Regions from separate parts of the Danio rerio genome. Here region 2 is linked to region 1. The links are chromatin contacts, called in public Hi-C maps. All regions are on one chromosome and are shown on one strand. The core of a region is the stretch at or near the end of the contact, and the rest is flanking DNA. Distances in the headings are between cores, read along the strand shown. Region 1 overlaps ephb2b (eph receptor B2b). Region 2 overlaps ephb2b (eph receptor B2b).

Region 1 (7,609 bases), core at 1,507-4,006:
ACCGTTTGCCATTGACAGAGATGAAAGCAATAACATCAGGCTGAGTTATAACAGGACCACGGGTCATATCCCTAAGGAGCCAGTATAAGTCAAGCCGTCAGCCCCCCAGCCTGAGAGAGAGGAGGTACACAGTCAAAGCCTGGCAGACATCATGCGGCAGTGGAAATGCCAGGAGACGTCAAGTGTGTGTGTGCAGGGTACCAGCAGTTCAGGTGAATGCGGCTTCCCTTTGTGATGCAGATGAGGGTGCAATCAGCCTGCCTTCATCTCTGAAGACAGACTGTACTCTGGGAGACACTGAGCTGCGCTGCACCACTTCGTAGGAACTGTGTTTGTCGAACGCCTTGATGGAAGGCAGATGTGTAATAGTGTGTGCGAACAAGGTCTGACCTCCTGCAAGAACACCCAACTGTCACTTCATTCAGCTCAGGAGGATTTCTCTTAAAAGGGATGGCTCACCCCCCCCCAAAATAGTATTTACTCAGCTCGAGACTATACAAGTGGATTATTTTTTTTAGTAGAGCATCAAAGAAGATTTTTTCACAATGCAAATTAATTGCTACAGTACTTGGGACCCAAAACGGCATATAAACGCAAAACAATTTGAATGCCCTTGGCTACTGATCATCCATTGATGTCTTATCAAGTAAAACAATTAGTTTGGGCAAGAAACTAAACATTAGCAACATAATAGGCGTGGGACAATAGCCATTTTCAAGGTATATCGCTGTTTGGCAAAGTCAAGGTTTTAAAACAGTCAAAATTTTTATTGTTCCTAACGTATGTGTAAGATTTTTTAAAAGTTTTTTTTTTTAAGGACAAACGGTATATGCCGTCCAAATATGCCATTTTAAATTGTAAAGAAACTGTGTTTTTGAAACAAATGAAGACAGCAGAAAACAATGATTCATTTGAATTTTTTAGCCTGACATGTTTACGGTTATAAAAAAAATTTAAATGTTTCTCAAAATAAAATATATTGTGTTCAAAGGGGAAAAAGTTGTTTTTTACTCAGATATTTAAAAAGAATATATTTTAGAGCAGTAATCACAATATCGTGAAATCGTGATATTTTTATCCCAGGTTATCATACCGTCAAAATCTTATACCGGCCCATGCCTACAACATCATAGCCTATTAAACATTGGAAATCTATGAAAAGTCTGTTTTTACATTTGAATAATGTTACTTTTTTAAAAAGGTGGCAGTAGGGGTGTCAAAATAAATTATTTTTTCTGTGCACCGCGATGCAGAAGCGGACAATTCGGTAGTGGTTCAGTAATAGATTCCAACTAGTTATTCCGTATGTTGTTCTGTGCACCTACTTGTGTTTTGTTTGATACATTCAAAAGGAGTGCTTTCTTTGAGCAAGTCAAATTAAAGGTACAGTTTATATATCTGACTGCTTGTATTTAAAGACAAAATCGTATTACAAATAATATAAAAATATACTTATAAATCTTAATACTAGAATTACTGTGGTGTCACAGTGGCACAGTGGGTAGGGCGGTTGACTCACAGCAAGGTCACTGGTTCGAGCCTCGACTGGGTCTGTTGGCATTTCTGTGTGAAGTTTGCATGTTCGCGAGGATTTCCTCAATAGTCTAAAGACATGTGCTACAGGTAAATTGAATAAATGAAGTTGTCTGTTGTGTATGTGTGTGAATACAAAAATGTATGGGTGTTTCTTATTGTTGGGTTGTGGCTAAAAGGATATCCGCTGGATTAAACCAATTGCTGGATAAGTTGGCGGTTCATTCTGCTGTGGCGGCCCCTGATAAATAAAGGGACTAAGCCGTAAAGAAAATGAATGAATGAATGAATGAACTGTGAGACCAGTGAAGGTTCACTGCTCTAGCATGGACTAGCATGTGTACCATTATATAAACAATACAAGACACGTCTGCTTTTTACTTTAGCCAATTTGGTAAGATTCAGTGTTCAAAGATATACTAAACTCTATTGAATTTCATAGTATGAACTTGCATACATTAACAAACAATAAATAAATAAATGAGGAAGTGATACAGGTTTAAAATGACAAAAAGGACTGAAAATAATGACAACATCTTGTTTTTAGGTGAACTGTTCGATTAAGATTGATAGTGAAATGTGTTTCATCTTTCAGAAACTAACTACCCACCAAAAGTAACATTAGCATTTCTTCACAGGTGCAGGCAGGATGATCATTCATTAGTTTGTTTGTTCTCTCAGCCTAATTTTATAATTGGCCACTTGCATTCCCATGTGACACTGATCCAACATCGTAGAAACAACTGTATCAAGTGCATTTGATCTAACAAATGTTATTAAAACGTGGTTAATGTGGACACTTAATGTGTCAAAAAGCTTTCTGATTCTCAAAAATGGTCCTATAACAGTGGTTAAGTGGCCTTGCTTACACAAAGCAAGGGCTGGTTTTATGCAATTAGGCTCCTTTAATTAGCCCCTTAAGACAACCAGCCAAGTGAAACTTAATTAGCTAAACTGCTTCCAGTGCCACAAGTGCAATGTACAGCAAAAATCACATTGGAGGGCCATATATACTGTATGAACTGAACAAAAATCAATATGTCCACAATCCAAAAGTGATGTTTGAGGTTTAGAATCACTCACAATATGACGTGCGTGACGGATATTCATCCCTTAAGACCACCTTTTAACTGGGCGTATTATTACGGCTACATAAACATAGCATGAACAATAGGAGCTCACATATGCATGAGTAATCGCATTGCTCACAGCTCTAAGGAGTAAAGGACTGCCTGCATATTTCATTTCCAATGTGTTTTGCAGAATGCTTAGTAAATTGCAGGAGACAGTTTGCTCTGCATCTGGTTACAGTAAAGATAAACGCTTTCACAAACTAGGCCGAAGGGAAAGAGAGAGAGCCATTCTGACCTAGCAGTAAGCACTTAGATGTGATTAAATGGATTGATTAGGATGCATTAATCTATGCACGAACACAGATTAGATGATCTAATGATAACACGATTTAAATATGTTCTTGGTAACGTCTCTCTATCGCTGTCCCGAACCACAGCCTGAGCCTCGACTTGTACTGCAGGCTGAAACAATTATCACCTCAAGGTAGAAAAAACACAGCTATCATTTAGCCGTTTCAAGCAAAGCCAACATGACCTTCAACCACATACTCAATTATGCTCTGTATGCAGTACAGTGTTACAGACCCCCATTTGTCCTCTTTCTACACTAACACCAGTCAGTCAAGCTCAGGTAATGGTCAAAATGCCATGTTATTGTTATTAGTAAAGGATACGGTCCTTTACCTTCAGAGACGCTGTTCAAACAAGCACTCAAATAGTTAAATATATGCACAGAAAATATGAAGGATGCAAACGATTTTAATTGACTGTCAACAGCTGTGTTTGTGCACATTACAATTGTAATTAAAGTTTGTTTAGAACAAATAACTTAATTGCAATTTGCGAAAGCGTAAAATTGCCGGGAAGAAGAAAACTATTTTTTAATCACAACAAAAGCAGAAGCCTGATCCAATATAACAACCAACCAGCACAAATTAAAGTCATTAAACACAATCAACTCTTAAAGTTTTCAAACAATTCTTGAGTCATGCTGTTGTAAACAATGCTTCTGCATTGCGATAGGACAGACAGGTTAGAACTGGTGTGAAATAACAACTTGGTAAGGTTAAAGTATGCACATGAATCAAGATGAAAAAGAAAGCACAACCGATACCAAGTTATGAATATTCAGAAGCCTTGGCAGGCATGAAGCAGAGTCCTCACTAATTACAATTCAGCCGAGTGCTTAGTGGAGTATTAATGGAGGTTTAAAAAAAAATGTTGTATGTCAAAATATTAGAAAATTAACAATTCATTGTAAATGCAGGGTAGGGTATAATGAACTACTAATGGAGAGAGATTTCTGTTTCACTGGGAGTGTGTGAGCCTATATTCAGATCAAATGACATCACTCTTCGGTCTGATCCAGAGAAGAGGAATGTGGTAGAAAGTAGGGTTGTTTATATTTATTAATTCACGTTATGATACTTTACCAGCTGAAGTATCATGATACTAAGTGGTATTGCGATACTGTAATTTAAAACTCAAATTATGAAGTAAACAGTCAGAAATACTATATTTTATAATAGGCCTACTTGAAGTTTATTCATAATTCCCCTATTGAAAACAGTATTATTTGCATGTCACTTCACCTAAAATGTATTCTTTTTTGTTTATTTTGTAGATAACTGACCAACAAAAAAATACATTAAATAAAGGTACAAATTATAACAAATAAAAATTGTTATTTAAAAAAAAACATTTTTCCAACACAATTAGGCTATATGAAGTGGCCAAAAATTGTTTCAATGTTTCCTGTTGCTATTTTGGATTTTATTTTATCTTTTTTTCAGTTTTATCATGCAACAATCCAAAGTAATTCAAAATTTCACTTTGTGAGTCATTTTTAGGGGATTGTTGCAGGTGTTGTAGCTACTAAATCATACAGGAGCACAAATGAACCAATTCAGATGTGCGTTCGAAAAGTTAGAAAACATGCAACCTTAAATGGCTCCAGAAACTATTAAAATAAAATGGTCTCTTGTTGCACAAATGTATGAGCATTTTAGTGACTTTACCACATCCAACATTATTTACTGTAGATAAGCCGTTAATGCCAATACTATGTCATGAATGAATGAACCGCCAACTTATACAGCACGTTTTTAAGCAGCGGATGCCCTTCCAGCCACAACCCATCTCTGGGAAGCATCCACACACACTTATTCACACTCATACACTACGGGTAATTTAGCCTACCCAATCCAATTGTACTGGATTGTCTTTGGATTGTGGGGGAAACCGGAGCACCCTGAGGAAACCCATGCGAATGCAGGGAGAACATGCAAACTCCACACAGAAACGCCAACTGACCTAGTAGAGGCTCGAACCAGCGACCTTCTTGCGGTAAGGCAAAAGCAGTACCTACTGAGGCACAGTGGCGCTTAATTTCCTAATTTATTTAATAACATTTCAAAATAACTAGAAAACATTGCTTTACTGTATTTTAACCTATACAGCATTGTTTTACATTTTGTGATGTTGTTACATTAAAAACAAAAACAATCTCATTTATGACAGCATGGAGTTACACTAGTTTTTGCCTTGATTTGCTTACCAATGTCAATTATTTACATTTTAAAAAGCCAGATTAATTTACAACATTTAACTTAAACATGCTTTTTTGGTAGCTCAACAATAAATAAATAAAAATAAAATAAAAAAGGTTATGTCAAATTATAAATGACAGTGTTTTTTTAAAGGTATTCACCCCAACCCTCTCCCTCATTCTCATTCTTTTCTCAGATGGGATGGTGGGCCAAATCAATGGTTACAATGGGCCAACTTTGGCCTGCGGGTCCTACTTCGGGCATGTCTGCTTTAGAGTCACTCAAAGCGCTTGCAGGAAACTGCCTGGACCTGACCATAGTAGCAGTCAACTAATTACAGATTATGTGAATGCCAGCACGTCACAAGGATGTGGTCAAAGACTGAAGAAAGTCAAAAATCTGGATTAAAAGTAAGGACGTCACATTAAAATTATTATTGTTATTCTTTAATTTCACTTTTTACTGGCAAGTTTGTTAAAGATACTGTCTCAAACAAAACAAAAGTGAAGTTTCTCGATAGGGTGTTTGTGAACTTGTTGTGAATTCCTTGAATTGTTTTGTGCTGAACAAAAGAATCTGCTTTAAACACACAGCAAGTGCAAAACTGACACTTTCATGAAACAATAATCTCAAAGTCTGACACTGTCAAAGACAGCATGCTGAGCTGCAAGCAGATGAATTTTGCCAACAATAAAAGAGCCCATTTCCCATGAGTCTCTCTGCTATTTCAAACTTTTTGCATGGTCAAGGTAGCCCTCGGCTGTTCTCTGGAAATGTGACACTCGTCTCACTAGAGAAACAACTGGTACCAGCACTAATTGAAATTTTGCATGCAAAGTGACAATAGCCGGGCCCTGGGCAGCATGGATTAGGCACTGAATGGAGGTGGATTCTTTGTGAACGCCACTGTGGAGGCTGGCGTGCAGACCAGTTCCCTGCATCTGCTCATTCAACGCACTGAAAAAACACAGGATTGCGAGCAGCCGCTCACTTTACCTTTATCTAATCCTGTTTCTGAACCTCGATCACCACCTCTCCAAACCACGTTCTGCCTTTTGTTACTCTCCCAAAAAACTGTAACGCTATGCATCGGCTTACACTGCAGTGGCCCACACCCGGCGTATAGTTGGAAACGGATGGGACGCATTTACATTTGAAAGCAGATTATTCAAACTTGGCACGGATTTCAAAGTGGAAGTGTTGATATGAGGGCTAAAACAGCTATGTTAACAAACAATAGTTTTAATTATGCCCCTCTCTGTTGTTTAGAGTGTTGTGGAAATAGATTGTAAAAAGCTTAGCTGAAACAAACTTTGCAGTTGTACAAAATGCTGAGCAATTTATTTTCCTGAAAAACAAGGTAGTATTTGCATAACTTTGGAATTTTGATAGATCTCCAGTAATAAACAGATGAATAAATCCTCAAATTAAACAATTGAACTCTAATTGAATCTTGATTTCCCCACTACATATAGCATGGAAACAAGAAACACAAAAAGCAGGGAAAAAATATGCTAAATATAGTATATAGTGGCACTACATTATCAAAAAGGCCTTTATTAAAACCAGCCATGCGTGCTATTTTTGTACAACAAAGTCGGTGTAGATATTATGCAGCACCTTAAAATATAAAATATCAAACAATTTCCATAATGTTGGCAGGCACATCAATATATATAATCAGCCTTCAGACATTTGTATACAGTATGGGAACAGCCACAGCTGCTTACGGGACGTCTCAAGATGAGAGAGAAGTCACATTGTACAAGAACATTATGACAGCAAAATGGAATGCATGCTGGGAATATTGAAATAGCTAGGAATCTTTTGTATGACGGGTGTCCTACTTACAAAAGACGCCAACTCTGACGTGATAAACAACATGCAGCTCACTTGAGGTTTTATTTGTGGAATATCTTGTTTAGTATTTTTACGATCTGCCGCACTTGCATTATGTTGCTACATTTCACTACAACAGAGTTTTTGGTTTTTAAATATTATGGTGTCTTAATATATGAAACGTCCTGTTTTGTGTGTGAGCTAAATGAAATGCAAAGCAAAATAGCTAAAAAAAAAAAGAAAGAAAGGAAAAAAAATAACAGCAACTTTGATAAAGAAAATGACACAAATAATTTTTTAAGAGCCACAGCCACGAAGAATAAAAGTAAATTAAACAGAAACTTCAAACTGCTGCATAATGCAAGCTGACATATACAAAAACTTGTCACTGTGAAAAACTTCAAAGTGCCTTAGCATGGCAGCACTATTTGAAGTAAAAACCCAACGAAGAACAAAACCATATTTTATGATCACCTGCTGGGAAAAATCTATTTTCACATATGCAAATTGAGCTTGGTTTTAAAAATGCACTTGAAGCACTTTATTCTTATACTAAAGAAGTTTCACACTCAAGAGAAAATGAATCCTATGTCTTGTCTTCACCACAACCTACAT
Region 2 (7,519 bases), core at 4,001-6,500, 90 kb before region 1:
CTGAAGAGCTGAGGGGAAAAAAACACCTGGATAAGCTGAAATCTCCATTACCGCTAGGCAACATGAAATAAAAGTGTATCACTACTCCCCTGGGTCTCGGTAGGTGGGTAGACAGCTCCTATGGTACTTGTGATCCTAATCCTTGGCTAGTGCAGAGGAATCTTTATTTTCTGGCCTCAGGCTGCGAGCGTCGGCTATGAGGACTCGACTTGTTGGCTTTACCGTGTGTCTGCTGTCACCGAGAGCACTTTGAGCTCTTTGTCATACTCTCGCTCCTGGTGTCGAACTCTAGAGTGAACAATTCGGTATAAGAGGGTTTAATTTCACTGCTTAATGTTCTTTACTTTCCCAATTAGAGCCCAGACTGGAGGATTGGCAAGAGCAGAGCATTTAGGAGCTCAGCCATAAAAGCGTGCCATGGGTCACATGTGGATTGAAGCCGTCTGAAAATGGCTGCTAAAAAAAGGCTGTATTGTACGTCCTCACTAGGTGAAGGATAAGGCCCAAAAGAAAGTCAAGAGGTTTGTATTACATTGTGGCCAAGCTATTCTGCAATGCATGTATGTGTCCGTCAGCATGAGATAATGCAGAAAATTGCTTGATCAAGTGATGAAGGGGAGCTGCGGTAAGAGGCCACTTCAGTGAAACAGCACTACAATCCATGGACATGAGATTACATGAATGCTCCCTATTGAATCCTTTATTGGGACAGATTGAGCACTGAAGCTATGTCTAGCATTGTCTTTCATCTATTGTTCAAACCATCCGTACATTCATTGAAATTTTATTTTCATATCAAAATTAGCTGGAGAATGTAATTCAATAACGCAGTGGCTTAATATATATATACACACACACATACATATACATACAGTATATACATATACAATAGGGCTGTGCAATATTGGCAAACGAAACCCATCACAATTTTCTTGAACAATATTGCGATTTAAATTTTAATCACAATTTTTTCACAAACAGACTTAATCTGTGTTCACAGTGTGAATCTGAAACATATTTTAAAAAAAAACAATTAGACCTGTCAAAGACCTGTAACATGTCTCTAAAACAGACAGAAAATAAAAATCACCTAGTAAAGCTGTAACAAACTGTCTCAGAACAAACCTTCAAACTCAAGCAAGACTATGATGTTCTGCTTGACTAAATATCAGAAGTACTTTAGTTGCATGTGTGTTTAGTTGCATGTGTGTAAATGTAACTTTCAGAATGCTGCACCGCTAGTCACATAACAAGAACTGACCAATCAGCTTTATACTTTATATGGAATATACACATTACGATTAAGTGATTTTAATTCTCTCCTTACATAAAACTTGTATCGAAACTGCAGCAATGTTTTGTTAAGTTGTCATTCTCTGAGATAATGTTTGATAGTCACCGAACAATGACAAAGGAGCAACCGCAAAGCACGTAGAAAATGCTGAAGGAAGCGACAAGCTTACGCCCCATTCACACGGGGCTTTAGTGTCAATGCTTGACTGAAGGCGTGTCTGAAGTTGGAGCTAAAGCGATCATCATAGCAGCGTCAGCCAATGAAATTCATACAGCAATAGGCCACTGTCTAGCTGGATTTTTTGCATACAGCGATCTGATTGGCTGACGGATCTACAATGCACTTTGGCAATGCCTGATGTCACACATTCAAAGTGAATGGGAAGCATGGACACTAACGCCCTGTGTGAATGGGGCGTTACGCTTTCCATACGCTTTTAGACATAATATATGACTGATTTTCAAATTACCTAGTTCTGCCATACATCAGCCTTCCTGTATCCAAAGTAACCTCATACCACAGACGTTGACTTTTTGGCACAAAGTCCTCCTATGCTGTATCGTTCCTGTACATGCAGTCTATTCAGTCTCCTGTTCTCACGCTCTGTTTAGGTGCGCTGCGTTACGATTGGTTTTAAATAGGCTTCCATACTGTGAGAAAATCATGCTGTAAGGCAATTTAGAACTTGCGCATGTCCAAATTGCAATTTCGATACCATATCAATTAATCGCACAGCCCTAATATACCGGTATACTGTAAAGTAGGACTCATTTAGTTGAATCAAGTGTTGAACTTACAATGAACACTATTGTATATTTTTATGGAATGCATTTACCTTGGTTAATTCTACTTAGTACAGATATTCACATTAGCTCATTAACTACAGTTTAACTGTTGGTCTTTAAAATGAATTGGTAAATGCTGAGATTAAAATTAAAATGAATTCATGCTACTGCATTTTAGTTTAACTAATGAAAGTACATAAATTGCTGCATATAAATAATGCACACCAACATGAAACAAAAATTAATTTAAAAAATAAAAAACCTTTGTGACAAAGAAAACCCAAAAATGTCTGTGCAGACAGTTATACGGGCAAAGGGTCTCTGAACAGCCCTTCACTCAAACATGGAGGGCTGAAAGACAATGATGGGACAATTGTTTGTTTTGCTTCATGAGCCCATGGGATTTCAGGCTGACCAGAAGCATAACAGTGCCCCACGTTCGCTGTTAGCCAATTAGAGCTATCATTAAAAGCAGATGCGCCATGGGAAATAAAGCGAGCCACAGTGGCGTCTGTGCATCATGATGACTTCTTTGCTAAAGCCTCGTCTGTGTGGAAAGTTGCCAGGACCAGGAATCCAAAGGGATGCTACTGCTCCAGTGTCCTCTACTGCTTCCCTTAACCTCGATTTCATCAGGACATGGATGTCTTTGTCTTTTTTACTTTATGGTATTGAGAATTACAGTTAGATTACATCAAACCCCAGCCTTAATCTTCTGTCTTTGAATGTGCCATCACTCCACACTCTCCTACTAACTCAAGCTTAAAGCTTTGTGGAAATCGAGAGTAAGGCTACAAATTATTCCTAGCATTATTATTTACATTTTGTCCTTCTCGAGTGTCGTCTGCTGCAGTGCTTTAGCATCAACAGCTTTGAGGGATTTCCCGTTTATAATGTCTAAAGTTTGGATGCCATAAATGAAATGTTCATGCAGCAAGACACATATTTCATCCTAAGGGAAATAGTGCTGTATCGTTGTGGAGCCATAAATAAACTGTTGTAGATCTGGATCACACAACCGCACTCCCGAGGAACGCATGAGTAATGTTTACCACTGTAAAGCTGCTCGCTCTCTTTCATCAGACTCAAGTTCATGAGGACTTCTCAACAGGTGGAAGGTCTGCACCCAATCAGCTTTTGCCCAAGCTAAAATTATGTCTTTCATCGACAATGCCATGTAGCTTAATATACCTTCACAAAGAAGTCCCCTAGTGCCGATGCATTTCTTTGTGTTCTTTTGATGTTCATGCTTACCGGGTGTATGTATTTCTACAACAATACATCGAGTTTCTAGGAACATTAAAAGCGAAAACTACTATTAAAAGTGAACAAAGAGAAAATCCTGTAATATTTGCTGTAAATTTAGGACAATCAAGATGTTGGTGACTTTTTTTGGTCAATAGAATATTTAATGTGATTCAAAAAAATGCATATTCAATGGCTACCGGCTCATATGTGGGTAAAAGCAAGTAAACAATGAATAAAAGTGATCCACATATTTAGTGATAAGGGCGGTTTATTAATAGACTAATTTCAAGAGGATCTCGTACTACTGATTGATCACAGCTGGTCCTGCATCAGCTCCTCATATTGCCCTATTCAGATGAATACTGACTCACTATAAATTACCTGAATTTTGCACCTCAGTCATCTTCATCTTAAGGAATCCCCTTTTCAAATCCTTCTCCTGATAGGGTGGCCCAATGTTTACCACTATTGCCTCACAGCAAAAATGCCACTGGTTCGACCCCTCACCCGGCAAGTCAGTGTTTCTGTGCGGAGTTTGCATGTTCTCCCTATGCTCGTGTGGGTTTTCCCTACTCCAAAGTAGCATCTTAAGACAAACTATTAGCCAGCTATGTCTCAGCTACTCCTAACACGCTCACAAGCAAGGGAGTTCCAATGGCCCTTCAATTGGGAGGAAGTCCTGGGCTCGTGGATATTCTCGGCTCAGGGCTCTCTCCCGGGACAGCATGCAAAACTAACTTTATTATTAATCAATTGTTAAGTGTAAACTTTTAAGTAAATTAAATAAAACATATATTTAATATAAACACTCCTTTTAATATGACCTCTAGGGAATTTATCTTACTTTAAGATCATTTCAAGACATTTTGAACACTTGCCGCATGGGACGATAACTGGTTTTAAGGTTTACAGTGGTTTGGAAAAGTCAAGGTTTTTAAAATTGCAATTGCAAAAATAAATCATTACTAAGGTATATGCAATTTTGTTTTAGTTTTTTATGTGTTTTTTATGTGTTGCAAAGAAATCTGTGCCTAACTAACTAATGAAGACAACAGAAGTCAATTATTTATTTTAATTATTTAGCCTGACATGTTTACTGCTCCAAAATATTATAAATGTTTCCTAAAATTAAACAGTAGATATTTTCATACAATGTTATCATACAGTCAGAAACGTATCCCGGCTCATGCCTAGCTGTTTTAATAACCTATCTCCATATTTGTACATCTAAGCCATTCTTCTACAGATTGTGTGATCAGATTGCAATTTGGGAAAATATGACTATTGTTTGGCAACATAAAGACCCAGCAACCATGAACATGTCGTCTATTTTGTCCTTCTGAGTGTTCTGCTACCATTTCAAATGAACACGTTCTCGCAGAACATGTTCATTTGAAATGGTACAAGACCCTGTGCGTCTCCAGAGGGTCTCTGTTTCACGCAGCTCTAAACGAAATCAGATCTGCCTTTATGAAGGGCATTTCTGCTAAAAGAGCCTGGCTTGCTTCATTTACTTATGGCGCCTCCCTGGGAGGAAATGTAATATTGTTAGCAAAACGCTCTTAATTTTTGTGACAAGAATTCAGTGCCATCGTGAACATCCATAAATTGGTATGTTGTCAATATTTTGACACACGTCAGGTCAAAGAATTGTTATCTGTTGAAAGCCCTGCAGAAGACTTAATTGAAGCATGCATAATTACATGCTCGTTCTACAAGAGGTGTCTACATAAAGTGTTGGAGGAGTTGTGAAAGTAGCTGCGAGATAGATCTTTCATCTGGAGATCTTATGACCTACTGCAACCCACAACGTAAATGGATACCATGGCATCTCAGCGAAAACATCTTCCACAAATCAATTCATTACGCCCGACTCCCAGCAGTTAAAAAGCCCCTCTTTCTTACATCAACCCATCCCCCGACCACTGACCACAGTCCTGACATTGTCTCACGCAGTGGTATCAGCTTTCCTTTGCCAGAGAGATAAATGGCTGGATGAATCGAAGGCAGACTTCGATAGAAACCGCTTATGTATAATACAGGCAACCACCATCAATAACCTTTCATCTTAGATGGCTTAATATTGTTCTCATCAAACTTTTTTCTTCTAAATATGGCCTTGGGTCCTCATAAAACAATTGAACATTCTGAATTGATGCTAGAACTGACTTCTTTGCAATTAGTTTGTGAATCTGAATAGTACACGGCCCCACTAAGAGCTATCACTCCAAATAATTCAATAATATTCTCAAGCAAGATACGACTTTGTTCGCAATGAGTAAATTATTGTTATAAAATACATTTTAAGTGAAATAAATAATTTAACATTAATTTATACAGTAATACAAAGAATAATACATACGTTAATGTATGTAAAATAAAAAAAAACATTTTATCTAAAATACTAGCAGTCAATAATAATAATAATAATAATAATAATAATAACAATAATAATAATAATAATAATAATAATAATAAATGGTATATTTACAATATAAAAATAAAAACAAAGTCTAATAAAATATATCTATTTAATTCAGTAATGTTTTACAATATAGTTTAACTACACTTACAGTCCTGGTTAAAGTGTATTTTGATTGGTACAAATTAGGATGGATGGATAGATGGATGGATGGACGGGCGATTTGACCTAAAATCTCGATTAAATGAACATTGAACAAGTCGATGACAATTAATGAACAATTATTTTATTTATTTATTTTATGTTTTTTCCCTCATAGTTCACTGACCAGTTTTGTACAGTAAATATGCTCACATATTACCAGTTAGAGATTTCTGGATTGCATTACTTGATTTTAAAATAATTAAAACACACCAACTATTATCTATGATCCTTTATTGAACATCAACAACTGAAATGAAAACACACATGGCCTAAAACGCGACTCTCCGCACTGTCCACCCTTGTCACTGCTACCAAACTGACCAATCACAAAGCTTGCGCACGTTGTAGCGACGTGTAGTTATATTTTACATGGTTATACAGAGGCTGCACCGGACCATACAGAATAATATAATAAGTACAAATCATAATATAATAAGTATAAATCAGCCTTAACAGATTGGGGTTACAAGACTCCACACACCTTAGGGAAAGTAATTGAAAAAATTGACCTGGAAAAATTTTATAGATTACAGGTTCTGTATGTCGATTTCGATTACTTTTCAATTAATCACCATCAATGGATGAATGGATGGATGGATGGATGAAAATACACATATAATACAATTACATTGTATATTCAAAATGTTAAAAAATAAATAGCCATAGACATCTACCCAAACTATCCCTACAGACAATATTGGAGGCTGTTGTGCTTTTAGAAAATAATGCACTGTATTCCAGCATAATTCAGTCATTTCTACAACTTCAAAACAAATGTAATCAGAGCCAATCCTCAAATGCTCTGTCATTATTCTCTAGGTCAGTGCTAGCGCCTCATTAACATTATCTAGCTCATGGGATTATAAATGGCGACGCAAGATTGGAGAAATGATATTACATTACGACTTTTTATCCCAGATTTGCAATCAGCTCCTGCCACGGTAAAATATTATGAAATATTCCTCAATGCATTAATATGCGCTAATGCTTTATGAAAATGAGCTAAATACCAAGTGATTAGGGTAATTATTCTCTCTGTTAGGAGTAACAGTCTTTCAGCAAAACACTGACAGTGTGATGTGAACGGCATTAGAAGCACCTTTTTATGGCTTGTTTGATTTGACTATGAACCTCTCCATTATGTTACAAGCACATTGTTTTTAGACTCGGCTGTTTACAGAGACTCCTCAAGTCCAAGCAGACACTTGTAATATTAAAATCCATAGCATTGCAGTAAATTGCATGTAGGCCAAAAACATCCAAATGTGTATAATTACACAGGCTCTTCAATTTAGAGTAGACTGCTTGACGATTTGTCGGCAGGTGCTCCTGAGGAAGGATTGTGACCGTACTCATTAACTGTCATTGAATGCGTATCGGCAGAGCGCCGCCCTGCTAGTGCCTGCAATGAGTGGCTATTATCACAGCTCATCCTGGCCTAGACGGGGAGCCGGTGTGGTAATTACAGCCAGCCTCACGAGTGTGTGCGTTGTCTGTCTGTGCGAGTGGGTGCGGAAGGGAAGGGGGGGTCTGAAACACAGGTGGGCGTTTTATTGTGTCGTCTGT

The links. A called contact is a pair of places that touch in the nucleus more often than the background predicts.
Region 2: a Hi-C map of embryo shows a contact between it and region 1, with 1.6 times the contacts expected there. The contact joins two enhancer-like sites.

The regions. Positions count from the first base shown.
Region 1 is chr11:30,321,733-30,329,341 of GRCz12tu, reverse strand. The region is part of intron 1 of ephb2b (eph receptor B2b); the gene reads right to left. Among named protein-coding and RNA genes, the nearest start is that of ephb2b, 6.2 kb to the right of the region's middle. Within about 2 kb of position 2,756, at least 5 of the 62 cell types and tissues checked have an H3K27ac peak or open chromatin away from gene starts, as enhancers often do.
Region 2 is chr11:30,414,457-30,421,975 of GRCz12tu, reverse strand. All of the region lies in intron 3 of ephb2b (eph receptor B2b), which reads right to left. Among named protein-coding and RNA genes, the nearest start is that of ephb2b, 99 kb to the right of the region's middle. Within about 2 kb of position 5,250, at least 6 of the 62 cell types and tissues checked have an H3K27ac peak or open chromatin away from gene starts, as enhancers often do.